Linked DNA regions of Hordeum vulgare: region 1 is linked to region 2. A link is a contact called in public Hi-C data. All regions are on one chromosome and are shown on one strand. The core of a region is the stretch at or near the end of the contact, and the rest is flanking DNA. Distances in the headings are between cores, read along the strand shown.

What was found. Hi-C and Micro-C count contacts between places; a contact is called where the count stands out from the background.
Region 1: a Hi-C map of seedling shows a contact between it and region 2, with 4 times the contacts expected there. The contact joins the enhancer-like site here to the promoter of LOC123444231 in region 2. A contact is called at or near these places in 5 of 6 Hi-C or Micro-C datasets (leaf and seedling) and 1 of 1 datasets of contacts at active chromatin or transcription factors (embryo).

The regions. Positions count from the first base shown.
Region 1 is chr3H:456,855,464-456,862,750 of MorexV3_pseudomolecules_assembly, forward strand. No RefSeq gene overlaps it. Among protein-coding and RNA genes, the nearest start is that of LOC123441852, 180 kb to the right of the region's middle. Within about 2 kb of position 1,313, at least 3 of the 3 cell types and tissues checked have open chromatin away from gene starts, as enhancers often do. A contact at or near this core is called in leaf and seedling, where this site is marked.
Region 2 is chr3H:456,476,892-456,483,787 of MorexV3_pseudomolecules_assembly, forward strand. It overlaps LOC123444231 (transcription factor LATE FLOWERING-like), which reads right to left and starts at 1,779. Exons shown (of 3, transcript XM_045120892.1): 1 at 1,434-1,779; 2 at 1,039-1,228; 3 at 1-482. The coding sequence starts at 409.

The sequences.
Region 1 (7,287 bases), core at 63-2,562, 380 kb after region 2:
TGTTGGGCTCGGCCCTGTAAAACACCGAATTGGATCGGGATGATTCTTATCAATGACCAATCCAATTGGTCGTAAATTTTCCATGTCAGCTTGCCACGTTGGGTCTTACGTGTCCTCGACAGACAACCAATGACCAAAACAATTGGTCGTAGAACCAACGACCTTTTCGTTTGGTCGTAAATGTCTACGACCATTCCAGAAGAAAGATCCTTATAGTTCATTAGAGAATGCCACCTTTTGACCAACCCATTTTGGTCGTAAAAATGTCATAAATGGAAATCAACGACCATTCAGTGACCAATATTGAAGGTCGCAAGCTGACATATTTCTTGTAGTGTTGACACAAATATTTTAGTGGTTGCAAACATGTGATTTGAACTTTTTGCTAAAAACAAAACACTTCATTATGTTTTATGTAGCATGTAATGGATAGTGTGTTCTTGAGTTCAGTTAGGGATAAGATGTGTTTTTCCAAATCAATCAGACGTGTTGTAGAAATGTTTTACGAAATACTGGGAGATGATAAGACTATTTTTGAATGTAGGACCTGAATAGTTAAGGGGACTAGCACATGAAAATATTGGGAGATGATGCATCGATGGATTGATGGCTTAGGGGTACCAACAACGTACAAACTGCTTCTGGGTACCAACTACGTACAAACTGTTCTTTTAGAAGTAGAGATTCAGAGAGAATGTGAGCTTGGATCGGAGCTGGATTTCCAATTTCCCATGTCTCTTTTTCTGAAATCTTGCCGAAAACTTACAGTTAACTACTCTGTGGAACACCGTAAATAAATTCCATAACGCAGCAGGACACATTTGATACCCTAGCTTGGACCACAGGACCACCGATCTCCGACATTTAAGCTTCATTGATCCCACCATGTTCCGCGCTAGTACTTGTAAAAGCAACCTCTCAGGTATCCTACGCATGGACCATTTTGGCAGTGCACATAGGTTGGTTGAGCCTACCCGAATCAAACTACTATAGTAGTGGAATGCTACTGCATACCACTAGCAGTTTCTAATTTCTACATGATCGATACGATACCCAGATACCGTAGTAGTATTTCCCTGGGCAAAGGGAGGGTGCATCCCGTATGGTACCGTACGTGTTGCGCGCAGCTGAGCTGGGCGGAATGAGCAGGCCGCGCACTCTGCCTCCGGATCGAGCCCCGACATTCAATCGGGATGGCCGCTCGCTCCCCGTTGCTTCCTCCTCCTCCGATCCGATCCCGCGCTCTGCCGTGCCCCGGTCGCCCGCGGGGAGGGCTACGCGAGATGGGCCGGACACGCGCCCGCGCGGCAGCACACGTCCCTGTCGCCCGCGCGGACCACCCAGAGGGCGCAGCCTGCAGGTCAGACCTCAATTATGGTGGACGCGCCCTCTCGCAGCTCCCCTGGTCAGTTCAGCTCACCCGGCCCCCATGGCCATGGGGGCTCCAGGAACCGGTCCCTGTACATGCACGCTGTCCTGGCCGGCTTAATGCTCTCGCCTTGTCCCCGCGCGCGCCCGCCGTCCCCGTCGTGCCCGTCGCCGTCGCGGGAAATCCAGTGCGCGGCCTTGAGAGGGCTTCTGCGCCACCAGTTGCGCGGAGGCGGATCGCGGGCGGATACGGATCGAGGAGAGGGATGGGTGGTGGCTTTTGTTTCCGGGGCCAGATCACGTCGGCGTCGGGATGTGCCCGCGCCCGAGAAGCACCGAATTGATGCACCAACCTCCACCTAGCTAGCCTAGCTCACTTTGATGGCCGATGCCGAGAGCGCACGCTGGAAGAAATGCACGTACGTACGCAGCCAGCGCGGGAACATTTGTCTGCCATTCTGCTGGACATGAACACATGCCCATTCCACTGCCGCTATGATGAGCAGAGCTTCTACGGCTCGTTTGCATCATCTTCTTCATCGCATCGATGGATCTCCTTCTGAATCTGATACTAAATGGGAAGCGGTATCTGGTCGGTCTTAAAATTACTCCATTAAGCCTACCCTTAGATGGCTAGGTGCAGTGGTGCCATATGCGTGTGCATGGAATTGCAGTTCTGGTTGCACTGGCTCGATCTACGATCTTCACTGGCCGGCCCCCTACAAGTTGTTGTGCAGGACGGGGACCAGCAGATCCATCTTCCTAGTCCAACCCCTCTCCTACCGAACGATCTATCTGTGCATCATTCAACTGTTTGTCATGTATTAATGGGTAATCTAATGTGTAGTCAACACTTTTGAATAATTAAGCAGAGGCGTTAATCTGTTGTGTGCGGTGCATTGTATCTGTGCAAGTGTGAGGCGACTAATGCACAACAGATGGTCCAAGAGCAGACTAATTGCATCGTCGCTGCTAGTTGGTAATCGGTCAAACATCCTCTGTAGGTTGACCCCGCACTGGGACTAGTTGGGATGATGATCAAAACAGAGGTAATAACACTAGTAGTGCCTAAAATTACCATCGATGATCACTTTGGTGTCTAAACTTGAAAAATACATTGGTCTGATTCTATAACTTGGTTGTATGGTTCAAATACGGTTTAAATCACATTTAGATACATATGTACTGTTGACTAGGCATACCAACATGGCACGGGGCCCATTTTACAATTTGTGCTTATAGTAAAATAATTTTACAATTTTCAAAAATGTATACATTTTCAATTGTTCATCTAATTTTCAAAATCTTCAATTTTAGAAGATGTATCCACGTGCCCCCTTTTTAGAATTTTAGTTTTTTTCCCTTTTTATGTGACCCTTCCACATGTGCCCTTTTTTCATTTTTAGAAATTTTAGAACATACATAAAATATTGTAATGGTAATCAACATAAATCTAGAATCTTATTGTCTTAAAATGTTTTTTAACTATAAAAATATATGCATAGTTTAAAATGTGTTAATTTAAATATGAGAATGTATAAAATCCTTGGGGCACACTAGGCTGTCATATATTTTTCTACGGATATTTAAAAGAATATTTTCATTCAAAAATGTATCTTTTGAAAAACACATTTACTTTATTAAAATACATGGACACTTTTTAGAACTAGAAATACATTTTCTAAAAGCATGAACACTTTATATACTACCTGAATATCTTGTAATTTCCAAAATGAAAAAAACAACTAATAGGTGGAAAATGGGTTGCACTAACTTTACTCCATTCAACTCAACGGTCTTGTCAGGTAGATAAATTGTGCTAGTGATGATGAATAGACAATAATTTTACCTCGTGGAAGTGGTTACACAGGTCTTTCATGGAGCACAGTCTCCTGGTTCGAATATCAGCCTAACCATATTTTTGTTTATTATGGTTGTGTACTAACAGGTGGGATCCGATGGTCACCGAGACAAATTCTTTGTGTCAGTTTATCCGGCACTGCAAGTGGGCCCCGCGCCATGCTGACATGTCTAGTCAGCAATACATAGGATTTTTTCACGATTTTGACCCCTGGGATGAAAGTATTTCACGGAATGAACTCTGATTGAAACCATTTCACGATCTGACCTTTTTTGAAACGCCAGAGCCCGTGGCGTTGCAGACGCACATAGAAACGCCAGTCTAATGTAGCGTTGCAGAAGCACATAGAAACGTCAGTCTAATGTGGCGTTGCAGACCCACTCAAACGCCAGTCTAACGTGGCGTTGCAGGCCACGAGTGAAACACTATGGTCCATGGCGTTTTAGCAGTACACATGTTGCTGGCAACATGCCGTGGGCTGGCTGGATGTCGTCGCTGCGTTCCATAGTGGGTCTGCAACGCCAGCACTGTTGGCGTTTCACAATCGGCCTGCAACACCACATTAGACTGGCGTTGCAAGAAAGAAGAAACGCCACGGTAGACAAGCGTGTCACTGTAGGGCAGCAACGCCAGCATTGTTGGCGTTTCACAGTGGGTCTGTAACGCCACGGTAGACTGGCGTTGCAAAAAAGAAAAAACGCCACGGTAGACAGGCGTATCACTGTAGGGCAGCAACTCCACGGTAGACAGGCGTTGCATAGTGGGGCAGCAACGCCACGGCTTGTGGCGTTTCTAAAAGGGTCAGATCGTGAAATGGTTTCAAATCTGGTTCATTTTGTGCCCATGTTTAGAAAAAAGGTTAAAACAGTGAAAAAATCCTAATACATACGTATCTAGACGTGATTTGAACCATATTGTCAAGTTTTGGAACCAATTCGGTGTATTTTTTAAGTTCAGGCATCAAAGTGAACATCGATGGCAAGTGAACAACAATGGATCTACCCCTTTTAGGGTAAAGAAGAAAGGTGAAAGAAAGAAGATACACTTACATGTGCAATGACGTTGTAACCAAAACTCGATGCTTTCTCTCCACACCAAGGGTCAACCCCAGACTCAGATCCAATTCATATAGTGGTTGATGAGCAATGGATAGTTGGACACCTCATACTCATGATGGGTGAGCGCTAGACCAGTGAATATTTTTGCAACTTTATCATGTGGTACTTCCTATGTACCAGGGCATTAGGCACATTCAACAAACAAAATAATCCTAAAACACTTAAACGCGATGCATTAACTCCCATCTTATTTCTTGTTTCTTTATATAAATAAAAAAATCAACCAATTAGAGGCATGAGCGTGTATGTTTTTAATATTTTAAGACTAACACGGCATGTGGTGGTTAGTTCATTGCATGCAATGATATTAATTAGCAAATACTCCATCCGTTCTTAAATATAAGCTTTTTTAAAGGTTTCATTACGAATACATATAGATGTATATAGACATAATTAAGTGTGTAGATTCACTTTTTTTTCCTTTGTATGTAGTCCCTAGTGAAATTTAAAAAAAAACTTATATTTAGAAATGAAGGGAGTAAACATTAAGGCTTTGTTTGATACTAGTGTATTTTAAGGAATTGATGGGGATTATCCCGATCAAATTCCTAAATCCTCATATATCCCAAAACACCGTTTGGTTCAGTGTATATGACATGTTTCATCTTCATATTTTCTTATGAATAGTCAAATCTAGTGTATTTTTTTAATATCCAATACATTACCCTTACCTAATGGATTGGGGGACAAATGGAGACTTGAAGAAATCAGGCGAAGGTATCTTGTTTTCCCCTTCACCTTGCTCGCGGTCGCGGCAGTATATGAATTACGATCTCCAAAGACGGAAACAAGAAAATGATCATAAACATAGGCAGGTATCAGAGTCTAGGGCACGTACGTGTTTGAACTTTGAAGTATTGATGTTATTGTCCATGTGCCGGTCTTTCGCCTCGGCAAGCAACACGCGTGCTGCCGACCTCTCGTGATTAATAACTTCGTGCGAACATTTCTCTCCAGACTACGGTGCGGAGCAGCTGGATCATTGCACCTCCAGGATGGGGTGCAAATATTGCAACGGAGACTTGCTGACTGGTGAGCGCCGGCCGCGTCCCGCGATTACTCCGTTAACACATACACCATTGACAAAATGTTAAGGTGCATGCATGCGTGCGTGCTAGCCCCAATCCATCCATGATCCATCCAGAACCTTGAGAGTCGTCTTTCCCGGAGCTGGTGGGTCGATCGCACGCAAATTCTTCTTTTTGCAGTTCGCGCCTGATAACAGTCAAGAACGGCATCAATGGAGTAACCCTAACCTACACAATCAACGAGCTACAGTTCGCCGAGGTGGTCCAGGATATGACATTTACGGATCGGCAGCAGTGCGGCAGTGAGTGAGACGGCCGCATCATGGAGTCGATCGCCACCTAGCTAGACGCGGCTGCCAATGCTAGATTCTATCCAGCTAGGCGAGATACGTAGATCGAGGACATTTTTCTCTAACATCTGTGGCTAATAAAATCCAGATTTAACTTCATTTTCAAAAAAAAATCTAATCTAATCTCTTTCCTGCGGGACAAACCCACTGACGACGAACGCCGAGAAGTCCTCCTTTGACGAACGCCGGACGGAGGTAGAAAACAATGAAGAAAACACACTTCCGGCAACGAACGCCCTGACCGACGAACTGTCTGTATGTTGGTCTCTATTCATCTCAACTCCCACGACACAGATACATGGAGGTATTCACGCACACACGCATCACAACCTCGAAAGAACTCTCACGTCGATCGGACACACATCACGGTCCCGACGAAGACTACATCTTCCTTAGGCCCCTCTCACGTGGCTCAGATCACCACCGTCACACCGGCGCTGCGAACTCATGTGCACAGGCACAACTACTCACTCCATTCCGAAATAGTTATCGCTGGAAGTATTTTCGGACCATTGAAAACATGTAAAAATATCAAACTATCCCTGATTTAAAAATCCTCCTGGGATCGTCATCTTCCTCCCGTCCACCACGCACTTCCCGTCCGCCACGCACCTCCCGTCCTCCACGTCCCTCCCTCCGCCAGGCCCATCCCTCCGCCAGGTTCCTCCCCTCCGTCGGGCCCCTCTGCCAGGCTACTCCCCTCCGTCAGGGCCCTCCAGTCCGCAGGTCCCTCATCTCCCTTTGTCTTCCTCCGCTCCAATCGAGAGCCTGAGCTCCATCCCCGCCGGCCACAGCTCCCCTGCCGGCCAGAGCTCCTCCGCTGCCCCCACCGGCCACATCTCCCTCGCCGCCCCTCGCCGGTCGCCACAGCTCCAATCAAGAGCCTGAGATCCTTCTGGAATTGATCTTACAGCTCCGCTCAAACATCTTTAGATTCGGTGCTTGCTTTGGCTCAAATTGACCCCCTGTAGCTCGCCACATGAGGAGGAGCCGTGTTGCTTGCCGCCGGTAGTATACCTTCTGCCACTGGAGTGAAAATCCCACGAGATTGGATCAATTTGAACTTCCCTGCTCTGCTGGTCTACTATAGGTTGTGCTGCTCTGCTGTAGATTGGGGTACCTATGTTATTTAGATAAGCAAATTAGCAAGGAATACTCTCACAAATCACACTCTAATGTGTTCTGCAAATCATGCTCTGCTAAGCAAATCACACCCAGAAATATGCTAAGAAAATCAGCACATCAACAGTGAGAGTACCTTTTGTTGTCAGTGTCAACAGTAGGTGATTCCTCTCTGCTGTGTTGATCAAGCAAGTTGATACTCTGAAGAAGTTTGGAATAGGAGCAGCCACAAAGTGGACCAGGAGCTGCCACATTTGTGAAATTGACAAATCTGCAAAAGGAGTACTCTCAAAACAACAAGAACAATAGCAAGATCAACAAGGGCAAGAGTAGTGCTTTAAAATGGAATAGTAGCAAGTAAGTTGTGGTGGTTCCTGTTTGCTGAGTACACTCACAAAGAGTACAAACTGGAGCAATAAGTTTAGCAGCCACAAACTGGA
Region 2 (6,896 bases), core at 529-3,028:
TGCAGACGGTGGTGCCGCTGTAGCCGGAGAACATGGCGCCGTTGGAGACGGCCCCGGGGTCGCCGTCCCCGCCGCACGGGAGCACCCCGGAAAAGGCGAGCGCCGAGTCGAGCAGGCCGTCGTGCGCGCTGGCGCCGTCGACGACGGACGAGAACACGTCGACCCCCGAGCCAAAGAACCCCAGCTGGCCGTCACCAGTCGAGCCCCCCGCCGCGCTTCCGACGGCAGCTGCACCGTTACCGTAGCTGGAGCTCACCTGCTGTCCTCCTCCGCCGAAGTCGCACTGGAGCTGGCCGAGGAAGGCGTCGTCCAGGTCGAAGCGGCCGCAGCTCATGACCTGGCTCGCCGGACGCGGCAGGTAGGCGTCGTCGTGCAGGCCGGGGCCGGACGACCAGCCGAAGGTGTCCATGGCCCGGGAGAATCTCGCGCTGCTTAATTGACTGGCGCAGGGATTCTGGGACGACGCGCGCGCGCGCGGCTGCCTGCTGCACGTAACGGAAGAGTGAAAGCGTTAGCATGTTGTTCTCGGCCGTGCCGTAAATAGCTAGAGCGATACTATGAATAATGATACGATTACGATGGAGCGGAGGGAATCAAAACTGAGGTTGGGAGTGGATCGGAGTGGGCCGCGGCCGGGTTGGAAACGTGAACGTCAGGGAACAGTGTCACGCGGGCGTGGTATTGATGGGCGGACAAGGACGGCCGGCGGAGAGAAGTCGATCGGAGATGTCTCCAACTCCAACCCCATAATTACACCGCCATCCGCGCCACCCCATAATTACTACTACCAATCTCAAGAATCACGTCTCACCATCCTACAGAATCTCCTACTCGATCGTATTACCATGCACGTATCTCTTTATATGTGAAAAGTAGGCTCATACGCTCGCCGATTAAGTGTGCAGTGCATGCATAAAACCACATTCTCTAACTATGTGCTACTCCCTCCTCCGTTCCTAGATATAAGTCTTTCTAGAGAACGGAGGGAGTAGTTAATATGCGTATATATATAGATTCTTTGCAGCTAGCTCACCATACCTTTGAGATGAAACCAGATGACTGCAGGGTGGAGCAACAATGGGTGCCACCAGCTAGCTTCGCCGCCGACGGAGGTAGAGCACAGCTTGAAAGATTATCGCTCCAATTCCCAGGCCGGCAACTCCTTGGTCAGGGAGCCAGCGCGCCGGCGACCAAGGCCGAGAGAGAGAGACTCGCCGGTTCGATCGACCTGGAACAAGCCAAGAAAGTATGAGGCTCCGAGCCATCAAGAGGCATATATCTTCATAAATCCTACTGTACTACGCAAGCTGCCACGAGAAGGGGGAGGAGATGGAGATGGAGATGGAGATATGAAGTACTATAGACTGCTACACCTAGCCAAGCCACAACTCTAGTAGCGTATGTACACTGTGGATATGTAGATGTAGAGGTACCCGTGTCTTGCAGAGAGATGAGAGACCACTCTAATGGCAGCAGAGCAGATCGAGCAGATGATTGATCAATCGATGGCTTTGGACCTGATCGAGCAAGCCGGCCGCGGCCGGTCTAGCAACCTAGAGTAGCTAACTTCCGGGAGGGAGGGAAGCTCTGGATCTATGCTATGCTAGCTCTGAGAAAGAGAGGGAGAAGACAGTACAGATCATACGTGTGGGATATGGTCCTCCTGTTGATGGCAGTATATGGGGCTCTTCTTTTATAGATGGCTAAGCTAGCTCTATGTGTCTATGTGTCTATGACTCTATGTATAGTACTCTCTCTCTCTCTCTCTGGAAAACGGGAAAACGAGATTGGTCGAAGCATATGGTTTCTCTTTCTATCTCTAGCGTTCTCTGTTCCTGTATGTGGGGCTGTTCAGTTGGGAAAGGATGATGATGAGTGGGCAGCACAGCACATGAAGTTGCACAGCTGACGCGCTCTCATAAATACTTGTCCAAATCAGTAATCTTTATGCATCTTACACAGCTTAACGGTTCTGTTTTGAACAATGCTTCGTTTTGTTTTGTGCATTACGTAATCTGCAGTGCAGGGGTTTACCCTATATATCACACTCTCACTACATGTAGAACCTCCTAGCTAGGTCTTTGATGTCATGCACTCAAATTAAAAATAGAAATGGGTTATGTTGTGCATCTAATGATGCAGAGGCAGGGAGCAGTTCCTCCGTTTTCAGAAAAAAAGATCGAGCAGAAGCATTTGGTCTCCGATCTAAAGCTTCCCGCTTGTTCCCGGGGCTCCGCTAGCTTTTTTTGCCTTTGGATTCAGATTGAAGAATCAGAACACTGCCTCACTCTCCTGTCCGTTTCAGCAGTAACTTTTTGTCACTTTATTTTTGCCCACATGTGATAGAGTACCAAGAAGCACAAGGAGCAGGCCATATTTTGTGTACCCCCCCTCGCTTACACCTTCTGGTACCACTCATAAGTAATTTATGTAGTTTTTTTTTTCTCTCGGACATGTGTGATTCCCTACATATATATAAACAGTAAAATCGATTCTGTGTAAGTTTGACGGTGAAGCAACATGGATCTTAGTCAAATCCTTTTACAGAGAGCAAGATGACAAGGGATCTACATCAGGTTGCTGGAGAGTAGATGCAAATTGGGGGATAATCAGACAAAACTATGACGACAAAGCAATGAGGGGGAAACAAAGACCCCCGAAAAAACAAAGAGAAATTTAATGCTGACATGTTTTCACATCCTTTTTTTATTTTGGTTAAAACAAGATAGGAGGGCCCATAAAATCTGTATATGATAGGGTCATGTAGAGGAGAGGACCACGCATTGATGATGATAGGCAACCGATTTCATACGATTTGGAGTCTAGAGCTTTGTTTACATGCGTGTATTTTCTTGTTTAAAAAAAAGCTGCCATCAAATGGAGATGTTTGACACTTTGGAGCATAGCACTTGTGTTAGCTGTGCGAGGCAGTGACGACAAGTTGGTTAACCCCCTTCAGTCAATAGTAAGCATAGTCAAACTAGCGCTGAGTATTTGGGCACATGGTAGGCTTTAACTTGCTCTGAATATGATGCTACCATTGCGTAAGGATGGGTACAGACTTCTACAAGTAAAATAAGAGTGGGAAAGAGGTCTCAATCTTGGATTTTTTAGGGAGTTGCTGCAATGATAGCTTTGGGAGAACTGCAATTCTGGTATCCTTAAGGAAGGACGTTATCGTCTTTCAAGGAAAAGCAACGTTGTCGATCTAGTGCATGCACGTAATTTGGTTTGCTTCCAGCGTATTGATTTGTCATGTACTATCTCATTTGATTGGGAGGCACGTGATAGTGTCGTCACACGCTTATCATCATGTGCACCTACTATTTTCTTTCTTTCTTGGCACTACTATGAACTAAGGCCATGTTTGGTTTTAATAAGTCACCTGATTTATAAGTCAGGTGACTTAAAACCAGTAACTTGTAAGTCGTGCATTTTTGATTGTCATCTGATTTATAAGTTATCTTTTCATGCAAAAGTGGATGACTTATAAGTTTTAAGTTGGGATGGAGCAACTTATGACTTATAAGTTGGAGTGACTTATAAGTTGAGTCTATTTAGCAAAATAAGTTATTTTTTACACTTTTCAACTTATAAGTTGGTGATGTTGGCCCAAACCAGACGCCGAGTACTTTCCGGCGACGGTAACCAGGGACGATGACGAAAACAAACCGGACTATCGGTTCCTGGAGGAGACGTGCACGTACGCGTAACCTAAGCAGGCAGGCTAGCAGGTGGATGGTTTCTCATGCACACGTACGTAGCAACCTGGCTGCTGCCTTGATCGATCGGAACTAGCGTCGCCGAGACACACACGCGAGAGAACACGAGGATATGATGGCTACGGGAGCGTGTCGCTCCCGACTATTTCTGTGTATTGCTTTGATCTGATCCAATATTACAGGGGTACTTGTACGTATATATAGTAGCTAACCAAGACAACTACTAATCCTATACCTACACGGTGACGGTTCCAAGTCCAAGCCGGACTAGGACTCGTGGTTAATTCCAACAATCACCCCCCTAAACATGATGTCCTCACTTCACAGCTTGGACGCCGATCCTTCTCCGCATCTCTGTAAACTTCTGTCGTCCCAAAGACTTGGTCAGGATATCTGCAAGCTGGTCGTCGGTGCAAACGTAGTTGACTTCAATCTTGCCTTCTTCCACGCACTGTCGTATGTAGTGATACCTTATATCTATGTGCTTACTCCTGTCATGATGCACTGGATTCTTACACAGGGCAATCGCAGACTTGTTGTCAACATTGAGCACCACTCTTTCAGGTTCTTTATCTGTGAGGTCACCGAGTAGCCTTTCTAGCCACACACCTTGACCCGCTGCGGTTGCAGCTGCTATATACTCTGCTTCGCAGGACGATAATGCGACCACCTTCTGCTTTTGTGATAGCCAAGTTACTATGCTCCTGCCCAAGAAATATGCCAGACCCGAAGTACTTTTACGGTCATCCACATCTCCTGCCAGGTCGCTATCACTGTAGCCAAGTAGCTCCACCATCTCCTTCTTTTTCTCTCTCAAATAGACACAACCGAAGTTTGTTGTCCCTTTGATGTACCTGAGTATATGTTTGACAGCTGCCCAATGTTCAGTCGTGGGTGCTTCCATGAAGCGACTCACTATGCCAACGGAATAGGCCAAGTCCGGTCGTGTATTCACAAGATACCTTAGGCTTCCGACCACACTTCTATAATCCGTTGCATCAACCGCAGGGGCTTCACTCCTTTTGCTAAGTTTAAGCCGAGGCTCCATTGGAGCATAAGTTGGTTTGCAATCCTCCATGCTACAACTTTCAAGTATCTTCTTTGCATATGCCTCTTGACATATTGTGATCCCGTTCGGCTTTTGTTGTACCTCGATCCCGAGGTAGTATGTCAAGAGCCCTAGATCACTCATCTTGAATAGCTCCTTCATTTGTAGCTTGAATCTTGCAATCTCCTCTTCGTCTGCTCCAGTTATCAAGAGATCATCAACATAGATGCCCACTAAGAGACGATCCTTGCCTTTACCTCGCTTGTACATAGCATGCTCGAGTGGACTTTTCTCAAAACCAAGAGAAATCAATGTACGGTCAAGCTTGATGTTCCATGCCCGAGGAGCTTGATGTAGCCCGTACAATGCCTTGTGTAGCTTCAACACCTTGTGTTCTTCTCCTTCTTTGATGTACCCCGGTGGTTGCTTCACGTATACTTCTTCTTCCAACTCCCCGTTCAAAAATGCGGATTTTACATCCATGTGATGTAGCCTCCAAGATTCTTGAGCCGCGAGAGCTATAACTAGCCTCACCGATTCCATCCTTGTGACTGGAGCGAACACTTCCTCGAAGTCCACACCTTGCTCTTGCACGAATCCTTTAGCTACGAGCCGAGCTTTATGCTTGACCAAGTTTCCTTCAGCATCCTTCTTGACTTTGTACACCCACTTGAGCCCTATGGATTTGTGACCGTTGGGAAGATCAGCGAGCTCCCATACTTTGTTGTCTCGTATTGATCCCAACTCTTCATCCATAGCACGACGCCAACACTCCTCAGTATTTGCTTCTTCAAATTTCGTCGGTTCCTCGACGCTAAGCAAACATTGTCGTCCTCTTCTTATAACTTTGACAGGATTAATAGTACGAAGTGCTTCCTCCGGATATAAATCCATCACTGGTCGAAGACGAACTGGTGTCGGCGGACGTTCCCTTGTCTCCTGTTCTGTCGAAGACGAGGAATTTTCATCTTGTGGAGTTGCCAAACTCCTGTTTTCTGGCGATTCAGGTTCTCTTCCAGGCGCAGCTCCCAGGCTGCTCCCCTGTGGTACGCAGTCACTTGATCGAGCGCTTCGAGCATTGCTTGGTGTGTTGCACGAGCCATCGCATGCATCGTCTGCCGCGTCCTGCTGCGTGCCTTCGCGCGCCTCTATCTCTGCTTTATCTGGCACGTTCGGCTGTGCTCCGTTGTCCAGAGAATCACTCAGCGTCGTTGTAGTCTCCGGTTGATTATCGGCATGCTCGTATTCGTTGTAAACAACGTGAAAGATTTCATCAGAGATCGGGTATACCGGCTCGGTAGAGTTCCAATTCCATGACCTTGCTTCTTCAAAGACCACGTCACGAGTCACAACCACCTTATTGGTAGAGGGGTTGCACGCACGGTACGCCTTCGAGCCTGCTTCATAGCCAACCAATATCATTGGAGTACTCCGATCCGCCAACTTACTTGTATGCCCGGCCACCGTCTTCACATGCGCCACACACCCGAAAGTACGAAGATGATCAACCGCGGGCTTATGTCCGTACCATGCTTCGTACGGCGTCATCCCAACCACACTCTTGGTTGGAGCCCGGTTCAACAAATAAACGGCCGTATTGACCGCCTCACCCCAAAACTTGCCCGGGACCCCTTTGCTCTTCATCATGCTCCGTGCCATCGCCACCACGGTTTGATTCCTCCGTTCCACAACACCGTTTTGCTGCGGTGAATATGGCGCCGTAAGATACCGCTTGATCCCATGTGCTTCGCAAAATTCTGTGAATTCACGAGACTTGAACTCACCCCCCCGATCGGTACGGAGGGCCTTCAGCTTGGCTTCGGATTCTACCTCGGCCGCCATCTTTACTTTCCTGAAGGCTTGCAAAGCTTGGTCCTTTGTCTTCAACAACACAATCCACATGTATCTGCTGAAGTCGTCGACGATGAGTAAGAAGTATTTGTTCCCAGCTGGGGTAGCCGGTGTAATGGGTCCGCACAAGTCTCCATGGACCAACTCAAGAGCTTTACTTGCTCTAAAGTTTCCCTCTCTCGGGAACGAGGCCCGCCTTTGTTTCCCAACAAGGCAACCGTCGCACACTTGCTCAACATGATCAATGCACGGTAGGCCACGTACCATCTCCTTTT